Regions from separate parts of the Anser cygnoides genome. Here region 1 is linked to region 2. Evidence: chromatin contacts called from public Hi-C data. All regions are on one chromosome and are shown on one strand. Each heading gives the region's core, a stretch centred on a gene start, on an enhancer-like site or on the middle of the called end of the contact. The rest is flanking DNA. Distances are from core to core; before and after follow the strand shown.

The links. Hi-C and Micro-C count contacts between places; a contact is called where the count stands out from the background.
Region 1: a Hi-C map of liver shows a contact between it and region 2, with 4 times the contacts expected there. The contact joins the enhancer-like site here to the promoter of RXRA in region 2. A contact is called at or near these places in 2 of 7 Hi-C or Micro-C datasets (both in liver).

The regions. Positions count from the first base shown.
Region 1 is chr20:4,039,996-4,046,821 of Taihu_goose_T2T_genome, forward strand. No RefSeq gene overlaps it. Among named protein-coding and RNA genes, the nearest start is that of RXRA, 32 kb to the left of the region's middle. Within about 2 kb of position 5,071, at least 2 of the 3 cell types and tissues checked have open chromatin away from gene starts, as enhancers often do. A contact at or near this core is called in liver, where this site is marked.
Region 2 is chr20:4,008,513-4,015,598 of Taihu_goose_T2T_genome, forward strand. It overlaps RXRA (retinoid X receptor alpha), which reads right to left and starts at 2,579. Exons shown (of 11, transcript XM_066981036.1): 1 at 2,194-2,579. The coding sequence starts at 2,221. LOC136786712 (a long non-coding RNA gene) reads left to right here and starts at 2,721. Exons shown (of 2, transcript XR_010826128.1): 1 at 2,721-4,672; 2 at 6,638-6,874.

The DNA of each region.
Region 1 (6,826 bases), core at 3,821-6,320, 34 kb after region 2:
TGCCGCGAGCTTGGGCTGCAGATGGTTTTCCCCTTGCAGAGATGGCATCAGCTCGCTGCCAGCGCCCTGAGCACCCACGGACCCCACTGTCTGCAAAGGAAGGCGTCCTCCCTGCTCAGCCTCTAACCTGGTCTTAACCCCAGGGATTCGTTCATCCTCTGGTGGTCGCCTTGGCTCTAACACAGCACTGCTTGGAGAGCCTCAGGAAGTGTTGTGAAATGCATCCAGTAACAGTTTGTACTCCTTAATAACTAGTGTCAAAGACACCTTGACATTATTTAAAGCTTAGAAGCTAAAGAGTGTGGAACCAACTCAAACCTAAGCTTTTTCCCCCCAGGCCATACCCATGCTACTTTACCCTCTCTGTGATACAGAAATGCTCCAGTAAGCGGTAGGGATTTTGTCCTCACACATTTTTTTCTGCTCTCTGCGGAGCCAGCCTCAGACCAAACACATCCAAACATCCCAGGGAAGGCATTTCTGCCAGCACAACCACAGGCAGCCTTGGCCCTGCAGTGCTGGCATCCTCCTTAAAATCCAGGCTCGGAGGAGACCCAAGGTGTCCCCTTTAGGAACAGGGTGTTGCAGGGAACAAACCTCAGCAGACCGAGGAAGTTCTCTCCTGTGTTAGTAACCCAACTGTCTGTGAGCCGTACTGCTAGCATCGGGTTTCCCAAAATCCCGAATCCGGCCTGCTGAAATAATGACACTGTTATAAAAATGAGGGATTCATAAACCCTCCGCAATATATTTCCATTTGACGTTGTAAGCCTAGCTGAAGAGTCAGAACTTGGAAGGCGGCCTTCTCTCTGTACACAGGAGGAATAAAAACATTATTATTGTTTTTCTCAGTGAACTGCAAAGCCTGTTTTTAAATGAAACCTGAGCTTCCCATCTAATCACGTGCTTCCAGGAGCTAGAGCTTTCGGAAGCCCAAATACTTTGAAACTCTGGATAAGACCATTAGAGTTGCTTAATTTCCTTTATGTCCATCTGTTTCAGTTCAGCTTAGTTGCTTCTGTCCCAGACAAGACATTTGGCTCTTCTAAATAAATCTTATAGCCCATTTGGATTAAAGACTTTCTGATGCAGCCTCTGAATATAATCCCTCTGATTTGCATCTCAAAGAAATTGAGTTAAAACCAAGTAAGAACCATACACGGAGCGCTTGGAATCGCTAGGGTATGTGAGCACTCACGAGGTCCCATATGGATAAAGGCGCTTTTGTTTTTAATTTCTCATGAACTCCCCCGGTCCTACGGCCCTGGTCACACCAGGCATGCTCCGGGGCTTTCAGAGCAGACAGGGCGAGAACACAACTGACTGCTTTTGCTCTCGTCCAAGGCTTGAGTTTTGCACCCGAGAAACCGAGAAGGCTGCAGGGAAGGTGTGAGACGCAGCGAGGAGGTCGGGGGCAGCAGATGCCACCGCAGTGACAGCCGAAGGTGAGTGACAAATAACGTCGGGGCTGGATCAGGTTGGGTGTCACGCTGCTCGTTAGCTCTTAATAGGTGCTTTTTGCATCAAGAGAGATCTGAGAGCCCGTGCTCAGAGAAGAGCGTGGCGTGCTCGCGAGCAACACCCAGAGCACGTCGATCACCTTAAGTGGCGGCACTGACAGGGGTCCTCTCTGTGCTTTCCCAAGGCTGCTCAGCGCCCGTCGCTGGAAATGTTGTCTCATTTTATATTTTTTTTTTGCAGGAGATGCCTGGGTCATGGGATGCCCTGGTGCTATTCCTGGCCGTGATGCGGCTGCCTTCCTTTACCCTTTCCGTGTCCCAGGGTACCTGTCTGCGAAACCTGCCTTGCGAAACGGCTGAAACATGCCCTGAGATTCCCCAGATAAGAAGATCCAGCCGAGGGCTGCTGCTGTCTTTATCTTGGCAGCAGCCCAGGTGCTCCCAGGCTGCAATAGATGATGCTGATGTCCCACCAACTCGCCTCGCAGGCTTTAATCAGAACGTGGAGGGGCCTGTGCTGGGAAGGGGTGGGAACAACCGCTCCCACTTCCTCACCTTCTAAGCAGTAAAGTCCCCAAAAGGAGAAAATTTATATAACCATTAAAACAAACAAACAAAAAATTCGCAAGAAACATTGCACCACCACCAGGACTGGTGCTCCCCCAGTTTCCCACCAGTAGGAATCCCACAGTGCTGGGGCAGAGCAGAGGGGGGCTGTGCCTGCAAGCCAGCGGGGTGCAGCCCCACAGCACCGGGGGCTCTCCAGGGTCTTGGGGTGCCCCCATACAGGAGCTGCCTTCAGGGCAGGAGACAAACAGGGCGATGGGTCCTCATGGCGGTGAGGCCACAGCATTGCCACCTCACAATGGGACAGAGCTGTGCAAACAGCAACATAACCCTAAGAAAAGGGATGGGCTCGACATATTGGTGAGCCTCAGAGCAACCCCCCCCAAACCGCCCCCCGTTCCTGCCTCTGCTCTGTGATGGGACACTGAGTCACAGAGCAGGTAGGTGGCTTGGATACCAGCCCCACAGCTCACAGGGCTTACATCAGAGGATTAGAGACACGGCAGGGTACAGGCAGGAATCCCAGGTGCTGGGGCAAAGCAGACACCCACGCTCCTAATGATGATAATAATTAATCACAGGGGAGGAGGGGACACGGCAGAACTGCCCCAGCCTGAACCCTCACCCACAAAAACCTCATTTTTTCTGAATGCAGAGAGCCTCCCTCGCTTACCACGGAGAAGCAAAGGACACAGCCAGGCTGCTCCAGCACAGACCATCAGTGCCTCAGCTCTGAGGACATTACAGAGCCATTAAAAGCCAAATTCATTTCCACAGCTGAAACCAACTACCCGTAATACAGTATCTCTTGCAGCTGTGGTTCAGCGTGGCACCTGAGAGCTGCGAGGTTAATGCCACAGGGCTGTCAGCAGCCTTAATTATATTCCCATTTTTCCAGGCCCTGATTAGCTTTAGAGCTCATCTGGTGTCAGAAATTTGGTGCCTAAGCTTTGACAAAAGTGTTTCATTATTACTTAATAAACGGGCAAAAAGGGAGTGCACGTCCTTAAGCCCTGGCTTGTAAAAGCTTCCTTTTTTTATTATTATTTTTTGTTTAACCTCACAAAAGCTCTCCTGCCCTGCTCAGCCACCCTGTGTTGACCTGCCAGGAGCCCCCACGCTGGGATGCTGGTGGGCGCCCCCCCAGCACCTCCAGCCCCGATACCAAATCCCCCCCAGTGTGCTCTGCTGAGCTGGGAGCCTGCTGCTCCCCGTCAGCTGACGGCCAATTAAAAAGAATCATTTATTACTGTTATATCGCCCCTAAAGTGGGCCAGGTGTTTGCATAAAAAAAAATCGAGAGATTTAAAAATAATAATAATAAAAGCACAAGCTTCGAATCAAAGCTCCAAATGGCTTAAAATCTAAAGCAGGGCTTAGGTTGTTCTTGAGATTCAATTTCCTCCAGCCCTCAGTGAAGTTAATTAACTCGAATATTAATAATAGTGGTGAGAAGGAGCCTGTAGCTTTTCGCTCCATCCCGACAAGCCCAGCCTGCCCTCTGCTCCGTCACAAACCTCGCCGCTGAACCGCCGGCAGCTCCCTGCCCTTGCTCAGCCCCACAAAGGCAGGCTGGTGCCCAGTTCCTGGCGGCTTCCCCCCCTTGTAGCTCCTAGCCTGTGGCCCTTTTCCTTTTGCGGGAAATTCCTGGGGTGAAATCAGGGCAGACAATCACAAAATATCCTGCCCGCGCTGGGGCAGGGCAGGCACTGCCTGCGTGGCTGGGTGAGGCGCTGAAAACCAAGGGGTGGCTCTCCAGCATCATCCCCAAAAGTCCCCCCCCGGATTTATGGGCACCTCTGGCAGCTTCTCCACTGCTTCTGTGAAGCCTGGACTGGGCCAGCCTGGAGATTATGGGCTGGATTTATGGTCCTGCTTTGCTGTTAGTCTCTCCATGGGCTTGGCTATTGCTTGTGATCAAGGACGGTCCCGGTGACGATATCCTTGACCTGTGATCAGTCGGAGCCACGGAAGTTTCCAGCAACTTAAGCCACTTAATATTTAACTTCTGTGGTAGCTTCTGGAGAACGATACGATATAATTTTGGCTTTGCAAAGACAACTTGGCTCAAAGGAGCTGACTGCAAATCATTAGCAGGACTGTTCTCACCCCGGCTCCTCGCCTTTTAATTGCCAAGCAGGGCGGCATGAAACGTTCGTAGCGAAAAGCTGCAGCCACACGAAATCTGCCTCGTTTGAGGTTGTGTTCCAGCAGGGCGGCGTGTGATGGGAACCAGGCTGATATTAACAGGGCCACATCCAGCGTCTGCAGGGGTGCGAGGCCTGGAGCTGGGCTCGGGAGTAGTCCAGGGTCTGGAGACGGATGCCGAGCAGCGATGACTTTTAACGAACGGCCTCAGCTCAGCAGAAAGCACCCGAGCAGGAGGGATGGGGTATTTTTGGCACAGCCCCACTGCCATACCTACTGCTCTGTGTGTGCCTCTCCTGCCTGGCCTTGTGGCTGCAGGCTGAGCACGCCAAAATGGGTTCCTCTAGATGGGGAGCGCGGGGAAGGCTGCTGATTTCTGCTTGGAAAATCACGGTTGAAACTCACCCACCTCCTTCCCCTTCCCTTCCACCTCCCTCCCACTTGAAGAAAACGTTGGTGGCTTTGGGGATGCACACAGCTGGAGCAGACACGACCTCCCTTAGCTCCCTCGGTGGATGAAGCCGCCCTGCAGCGAGCTGCCTTGTCCCACCGCGGGTCCCAGCGAGCAGGGCAGGACTTTGGCCCCGCGGCACCCGGCCAGCCACGGGTCAGCCAAGCGCCCGCCGCCCTCTTCCCTGGCAGGGCCGGGTGGCGAAGGGCGAGCAGCAAGGCTGGCGGCAGCGCTGCTCCCTGCGCCGAACCCTCCCAGGCTAATAACCGCATTAATTAGCGCACACGGCCCCTTCTGCCCACTGTAAATCTCCATTAGCCATAAACTGGAAGGGCCATAAAAGGGAGTTTACGACGAACCCACAAGGCGATACGCGGTTGAATCCTTCGCTCCGTTGCAGTTGGCAATAAAGCCTCCTTTTATTGTAGCATATACCCTGCCCTCGAGATAACGTACAAGGCCCAGGGCTCCTCGAAGGAATGAAGCAGGGCCATTTGTTGCACTTTGATTTGCTGCGGAGCCGGGCGGAGGTGGGAGAGCGCAGGGATCCGGCTAACAGGCTCCGCTTGGTCCCGGCACGGCCCTGAATCACCGCCGCGTGCAGCACTGCGGGGAGAGAGCCCCTGTGATTTTACATCATAAACGTTGCTCTGCCCTGCGGGGGAGAAAACTCTAGTAAACAGTAAAAAAAAAATTATAAAAAAAAAAAGTTCTCCATTGATTAAGAAACACAGCGAAATCTGTCCTATGAGAAGTCAGTTCTCAGGCAGCAATATGTTGGGGTGGTGTGATGTGCAGGGGTTAATGTTTAAGCTTCTGTTTTTGTTTAGAGTAGTCAGCAGCAGATAATGCTGTATATCCTCAAAATAGGCACGGATCCATTGAGAGGCACGAGGTCCAGGCCATGAAGAGATTTGTAGGCTTCAAAGTCCCAGGCAGGCCAGTACAAAACAAAAAATAATAATAATAAAGAAAAACAAAAGAAAAAAAAAAGAAAAAGAAAAAAAAATTACCAAAACGAAAGTAGAAAAGCAAGGAAAGACGGATATTTGCAACCTGTGGGGTACCAAGGGACCCAGCCAGCCCAGCCCAGAAGTCCCAGTAAAGCTGTCCTGTTCCCTGCTTGCCCCCTGGCAAAGTTTATTTTGCTGGGGGGCAAATATCACCCTAAGCTGCTCAGGCTCAGAGGGCAGAACAATTTTGACCCACCTACGCCCATTCCTGATCCCTGGCTTCCTTCTGGGCGATGCATTGAAGCCCTAAAATCAGAACCTGAAGTCCTTGGGCGTACAGAACCCTGCGGGAGGCAACAACACGCTCATTAATTCAAGCTCAGTCTAAGGCTGCTGTAGACACGGGTATGAAATCATCAGTTTTATTTAGTTCAGCAGTTAGGTATGATTGTTCTGAACTGCGATTCAACCCTGTTCTCTTATATATCTGGCAGTGTTAAAAGTAACAAGTCTATCACCTCTGGAGCCATTTCTCTGTCGTTCGCATCCTTGCTGGAGCCGCAGTGTTTTGCTGGAGGGCTTCATCTCTTCTAGACAGCCACCTGTCAATTATCTGTCTCCTCAATAAATAAAATAAGCAGCCAGTGACTTTTTTTTGTACATAAAAAGTGGCTGTCCCTCCGTGTTTGCAGTAAAGCTGGTGGCACCGCGTTAGGAGGAGGCAAAGCGATGGGCTCCAACGCTGCGGTTCGGACTTTGCATCAAGCTGAAATTCAGCTGCGTGGCATCCCCTCACACCGCTCCCTTTATGCTGGCCGGCACTGCCGGGAGGAGATTTACATTTTCCCTGTACACACGGATGGTTGTCGAGCTCCAAAACCAGACCCACCGTGCACAGACCCACCACCAACAGCCTCTCCTGCCCTGGTCTCTCCCCATTTAGATCCTTTCCCAGTTGGGTTTGCAAGCCAGAAGCACTCTCGAAATCAAAGGGAGAAAAAATGACATGCTGGGAGAGTCCACGAGCACCAAATCCCTGGGCCTGGCTTTTTCAAGATGCGTATTCCGCAGAGAAATTACTCATTGTTTTTTTGTGGCTGTTTTACAGAGACAGAGAAAGAAACTGATGCAATAGAAGATCACCACACCGTCTGAGCAATGCACCTCGCTCCCGATCCGTGACACCCAGCCTGCTCGCTCCATTTCTGCAGCGAGACCCAGCCCGGGCTCTGCTTTCCCTGCAACCA
Region 2 (7,086 bases), core at 1,329-3,828:
CTCTCCGTCCCTTGTCTTGCACACGCCAGCTCCAGCCACCCACAGTCCCAACAGGGTTGGAAAAACCACCGGTGCCCTGCGGAGCCACGAGCGGGGTCAGAGCCACCCCCCTGCAGGCAGCGGGGCCCCGCCAGCTCCAGGCACCCTCACAAGCTGCCTGCCTGCTGCCAGGCCTTTGCTGCCTCCCATGCTCGAAGCAGCACCAAAGTCCTCCCCTCCCAAACCTGCAGGATCCCCCGGCTGTAAACCAAAGCCGATTTTTTTTTTTTTATAAGCAACGCGTGACCGAAGGCCAGCGGATAAAGTTTGCGCGTCGTTCCCGCAGCAGCACAAACGCACAGCAGACACAGGCCCCCGTTGCACACACTTCAATCAGCTCCCACGAGCTGCTGAATTCTCTCCCAAGCCGGCAACGCAAAGCCAAGCACCCCCAGCTGTCCTGGGGCAGCTGCCTGGGTGCTCCCCCCCCGGCAGCTCGGTGCGCTCGGCTGCCTCCCCTCTCCCCACCGGGCGCACGCCGCTAGGCGAGCGGACAAATCGCCGGGTTTTCACCCGCACCGGCGCGAGGATCCCTCCCCGAGACGGCAGCAAGGTGACACACGCTCCCCCTCGCCTCCCCCGGCAAAGCCAGCATGACTAAGAGCACAGCACAAGAGCCAGCATCCGCAGCGCACCAGCGCTCAGGTGCAGAAGAAAAGGCGAGCAGATAGGCAGGGCCTCATCCTGCCCCCACCAGCACAGGCTGGGGGCTCTCTCTTCCACCGGAGATTGGAAAGAGGTGTAAATAGTTAAGGCAGCCACCCCCAAGCGTGGCCACGGGCAGGTGATTTCTGCTCAGGGGGGTGCGTTTGGGATCATTCCAGGCACCTGCGTTTGACCCAGCCCAAACCCGTCTGACCCTAACAGCAGGACTGCAGGTGAGATGCTTCGAGCCCAAACAACAACTTTGGATAAGTCAACGCAGCTCCGTTTCCCCATCTCACAGCCAGACTGGTGAGGGTCTCCCTATAGCCCCATTCTGGGGGGGGGGGGGGGGGGGGGGTGACACACGGCTCCCCACCAGCCTGCGGAGCTGGGCTCTCCCTGCTGAAGCCCCCGACGTGCCAGGAGGGCAGGGGCCAGCCCCCGGCTCCATGTGTTTCTGCTGCGCTTAGAAAGGAACAACTAAAACTGCAATTCTTCAGAGGGAAGGAAAAAAAAACAACAACAACCCAAAACAACCACCACACACTAACAAAGCTCGTGCACAGATTTAAAGCCCGGAGGAGCCCCGGCACGGGCCAGGGGGGTGTCAGGACGGTGGCTGGGGGTCTCGGGCTGAGCAGTGGCAGAGGGGGCAGGATCGGCCCCTCTTCCTCCTCGCCAAGGGCTTGGCGCCAGGCAACTTCGCTAAAACTTTCTTCTTCCCCCTCCCCGAGCAGCGAGCTCTGCAATCTCACTTCTCCCAAAAAGCCAGGCGCGGGGAGGCATTCGCCCCTGCAAGCCACGACTTGACTCAAGTCACCCAAACGATGGCAAACTCCGGCTGGAGACGGGGTTCAAAACGTTAACTTAAAAAAGAAAAAATAAAAAGGGTAGAAAAAGGGGAAAAAAATAAAGAAAAACGTGCAGGGTCCCAAGCGCGCCAGCGGCGAGGGGCGATGCGGGACCCTGCTGGTGCTGCCCCCAGCTCGGCTGCGCACCCCGCGGAGAAAAGGGGGGCTTGGGAGGGGATAATAAAGAGAAAATCGAGGGGAAACGGGCAAAAAAAATAAATAAAAAAGCCAAGGCAGCGAGCTGCCAGCCCCCCCCCCCCCCCCCCCCCCCCCCCCCCGCAGCAGCAGCCCGGGGCGGTGGGGAGGGGGCTGCCCCGTTTGAAAATGCCGCTTGCGCCCGGAGCCCCCTCGGCCAGCCCCGGGCCCGCCGCCCCCCGGCTGCGCCTCACCCGAAAAAAAAAAGATTTTAAAAAAAATAATAAAAAAATAATTAAATAAGGATGAGAACAAAACAAACGAGCAGCAAGCACGCCGCGGAGGCGAGCGCGCAGCCCCGCCGATGCCCCGCAGCTGACACCGGAGGGGAAGCGGAGGAGGGGGGCAGCTCGCTCTCTTCTTTTTCATATTTTTATTTTTTTAATTTTTTTTTTTTTTTTAAGTCCTCCCCCCCCCCCCGCCCCGCGGTAGGAACGGAGGAGCTTTTCGGCCCCAAACTCACCCAGCGGCAGGAAGTGTTTGGTGTCCATCGCTGGTGCCTAACTCATGCCAAGGGGCTTGGTGGAAAACACACAGCGCAGGGGCGGGGAGCGAAATCAAAGCGAAAGGGGGAAGGGAGGGAGGGGAGAGGGGAAAAAAAAAAGAGAGGAAAAAAAAGAAAAAAAAACCACCCGAGGAAGGAGGAGGAGAGGGAGGAGGAGGAAGGCTCAGCCCCGCACCGGCGGCGGGGCGCGCAGCCGAGGCGGCGGCGGCGGCGCGAGTTTGGTGCAAAGTCCCAACAATGTAACTCCGCGGCACGGCTCGGCGCGGCTCGGCACGGCTCGGCACGGCACGGAACGGCTCGGCACGGCTCGGCTCCGCGCCGGGGCCCGCGCAGGGGGGAGCGAGCGCCGCGACCGCCCCGCAGCGCCCGCCCCGCGCAGCGCAGCGCCGCCCCGCGCCGGGGGGGTCGGGGGCGAGGGACGGGAAAATGAAGCGGTGGGAGGGGAGATGGGGGGGAGAGGGGAAATTAAAGGAGAAAAGGGGGTTTGGGGGGGGTGAGGGGCGATGGGGGGAAAGGAGAAAATGAGAAGCGGTGGGGAAAAATTCAAAGAAAAAATGGATGCGGGGGGAAAGGAAATAATGCGAAGTGGTAGGGAAAGGAGAAAAGGAAAACGGGATGGGGGAAGGAAAAATAGAAGTGGGGGAAAGGAAAAAAGATGGGATAAAAAGAAAAAGGAACACAGGAGGAAAAGGAAAAAAAGTGATGTGAAAAAAATTAAAGAGATTTGGAAGGAAAAAAGAATAAAAAGTGATGGGAAAGAAGAAAAAATAAAAGGGGATGTAGAGGAAGAGGGGGAAAAGTGATGCTTTAAAAAGGGAAAATTAAAAGGGATGTATATAATAAAAGGGAAAAAGAAAAAAGTGATGTGGGGAATAGGAAAACTTAAAAATGAGAGAAAGGGGAAAAAGTTTAAAAAGTGACATGGAAAAGATTAAAAGAAAGTGGTGTAGGAAAAATGAAAAAAATTTAAAAGTGATGTGGGAAAAAATATTAAAAACTGGTGATGTGGGGAAAAAAAGGAAATAAATTTAAAAAGTGATGTGGGAAAAGGAAAACTTAAATAAGAAGGAGGGCTGTGCCTTCGGGTGCTGCTGGGTGATCTCAGGGGTCCTGGCAGGGGGGCACTGCACAGTCACTGGGCAAGGGGCCCTGGCCACCCCCTGCCTCCAGCCTCCCTAAACAGTCCTGGGCCTTTCAAGGTGGCACATTAGTGACTCCGTGGGCCCAAGCGCCCCTCTGACATATGAAGCATCGCAGACACCGTAGGGCCCCTCGCTCTTGATGGCCACAGCACCCATAGTGGGAGCACCAAGGTCACACAGGACACCTCAGTGACACCGGGGCCAGCGGGGTCGGGGTCTCAGCTGGGGGTCTCGGGGTGCCCCCGCTGTCCCATGGGGCCAGGCTCCCCGCAGGGTGCTGGTTTGGCACAAGAAGTCACTGCAACATGCGGTCACGCTGCTGCCACCAAGCATTATCTCTAGCCATGGAGCGCTTCCGAGCCTCCTACCCACCCCGATTCATCCTTTAATTGGCAACGCTTCCCAGGCCATAAATATTAGCGCTCTAGCACCTCCTCCTATAACAACAGCCTCTTATCTCGCGCTCGGTGCCATGTCCCAGTCTATCACCCGCATGCACTTATCAGTTTCCCTCATACCTACTACCGTAGTACCTAGATCCACAGCGGGAAGGCCCAAGAAAGGCCCAAACACACAATTTCTCCCAACTCCAGCCCATTCTACAAACAGCTGCCCGGGGACAGCCCTGCCTTTCCTCCCAGGAGGGCTGCTTGACGAGGGGTGCCCAGCAGGCCCCCCCGAGCGAGAGCACCGCAATTCGTCAGCATTAATTACGACGAGGACAAGAAAAACGCCAAAACGACCCCTGTCACGTCAGAGGCGAGCGGCTGCGAACTGACGCACGGAGCTGCAGAAGTTAAAACAAAATAAAACATCTTGGATCCTTTTTATCCCCTGCTCCTGTAATTTCAGCATGTCCAAACAGATTTCGGAGTGTGTTTATAACTGGTAACTTCATTTGCTCCCGGGCTGGGACCTTAAATGCCAAGTTTCATCTCCAAGTCAGTTTTTATGGCTGAGTTGCGTTAACTCCTGGGAGAAAAGGCCCGGAAGGAAGCGGGTGAGGACACAAACGAAAGTTGGGGCTGGTCATAAGAAGCAGGGCCAAAGTCTAAGAGTGGGCTGGCACGGCAAAAATCACAGGTCTCGTGGCTACCTGCACACAAAACGCCGACAGTAAACCCGTAGAAATCATTCCCCCGACACACACACACTGAAGCCGGTGCCTGTGTCTGATAAGGGAAAGCACATCTGGGGGCAGTGCTCCTCCCAGGCCTCGCCGGGGCAGCTTCAAGCTCCCGCCTGCCTCTATCACACAAATGCCATTTGAGTCATCGGTGCCGTAACAGCCTAAGGTAAGTGTGGGCCTTTACGGCTTTGATCGAGCCTACAGCAACCAGCCGGGCTGCCAGCCGAGGCAAACGGCTCCTGCTGCCACACAGCACAAGCGGGGACCCAGCCCCAGAGGTCAGGATCCCCCAAAAACACTTCGCTTGAGAGCCACAGCAGGCATTGGGACTGTCAGACCCGGGGCTGGAAATCCACCTTCTGTAGGCTCTGACACAAGAAATTACCGTAACTGGGACGTTTCATGCTCCTCTCCCATCGAGCTGTTTAGAGCAAATTAAATTTCTCCCTAACCAGCCTGTAACAGTCCGCGTTAGATGTGGATCGAAATGTTAATTGCAGTGACAACAGGTCTGATCCTGCAGCCCTTATTTGGGTAAAACCTCCCACAGAAGCCAAAGGAATTTTGCCCCAGAGAAGACAGCTGGATGCAGTCCCACATTTCCAGTCTCTTGAAGATGCCAGAAGGTAGCAAGGATATTTCTGTGATGTTATGAACCTTTTCTTTCCCTTTCCCCCCCCACCACCCACCCACCTCCCCTCAATTCTTTAATGCCCTATTAATTTAACAAGCTCCACCAGGCTGCCTGATGCTGTGCTCCACCTCAGCTTTGTATTTTCCTAGCAAAGGACTTGGATCATCAAGGTGAGAGGGGTTAGGATCAATTTTGCAGGTCATTGGCTTCTGCATCTGCTTGGCACAGGGATGCTTGGAGGTCCCACATTGTCTCGGGAAACTCCTTGGGGGCTCTCATTCTCCCTGCCCTCGGGTAACACAAATACCTTTTAACCTGGGATCCAAACGAAGGCAGGTGTATGAGGGGGTGATTTGGGGTCTGCCTGCCCTCATCCAAGCCACTTGCAATCCCACCACCCAGCTGGCTTTGACCGAGAGAGACACACGGCGTTCCTGCATCACAGGTCAGGGAAGGAACAGCATCTGCCCCCAGCCCCGCACTCTCAGACTGTTCCTTCTGCACGTGCCTGAGATATTTGGGGCCAAGGGATGTAGGTGCTTGTGGGCATCAGCAGGAGGTAGGTGTGGAGTTGTTCTGGGGGGGATGAGGCCTCGGACGACATTCAGGTGGGAACTTGTAGTCAGGACCAGGATTTGGAAATCACAGCTAATGTTTTTGAGCAGTTTCAGTTTGCCTTGTCCATAACCCAAAATTATCTGACGGGAGAAAAGCAAAACCTGCTGTAATCCCCAACCGTTTCATGTCCTCCTGCACCTCAGGGGAAAGATAAAATAAAATAACAATTTCCCTCCCTGGTTGTCTTTTATTTCAGATTAAAGAATAAATACGAAGTCTGAGTATATGAATGCCCATCCCTAGCCCAGCCAGCAGGCTCCTCCATTCCTGGCAGACCCCCTCAGACCCCTCTTTGAGAACCCAAATGCCTCCAGAAGGTGAGCCCCCACTCCTAGGGCAGGCCCTGCACATGCAAACCAGCAAAAACTCAAAATGACGAGGCATTTCTTTAAGTGCTGCAGATTCAAATCCACTGCTTTGTGTTTTTTTTTTTCCTCCCAGCAGCATTTAACAGGCTGATGATGTTTGCTTATGAAGTGAAACGCACATGATTTATTTGATTTGCTGGAGCTGGAGAGCCGCATTCCCACGCCAAGGACAGGCAGCGACACTGCGTTTGTCCCCCCTTTAGGAGGCTCCTCGGATAAAATAAAGCATTGCACAGTCAGACACACCGTGCTGTGCTTTCCGTGCTTCAGAGCAGGACGTTAAATGCTTATTAGAGACCTGTTAACTTCCAAGCCATAACACTGCATTTGGTCTTGTCCATCTCTGCATATGGAGCAAACCTTAACAGAGTGCTCCAGCAGTTAAACAGATCCGGGGAAGAGAGCTGGGGGCACCTGGGCTGGATCTGGCTTGAATAACCCTAGGGGAGGTTGCTGCCTCTCTTGTGCTTTGCTGGGGGATTGAGTTTAACGTGTCTCACCTGGTTTGCAGGGACAGTGGTTTCACTGCTTCACAAAAAGACTCAGGATTGAAAGCCCGGTTCCGCCTCTTACAACACCTGGAGATCTCTATTTCATCTCCTCACCCCGACCAGGGCCCGACTGCCAAGGAAGCCCGAGAAAGCATTAACTGATGGAAGATGAAACGCAGTACACGAACGATGAGACTTACAGCTCCTCGGGGAAGGCACATCGAGCATCACCCATCCAACAAGTGGGAAACACACACCAAACCCTGACCTGATGCAGACCAGCAGCACCCTGACCACCTGGTGGGCACCAGCTGAGGCTCGTCCTGCCCTGCTAGCCCAGGCAGGAGCTGCTCCAGGACCATCCCTCAGCTCCTGACCACCAGCCTCATTGCAGAGAAGCCCAATAACCCGCACCAGAGCCTGGAGATGTGACCCAGACACTCACTCCAGCCTTCTCTAGCCTTTTCCC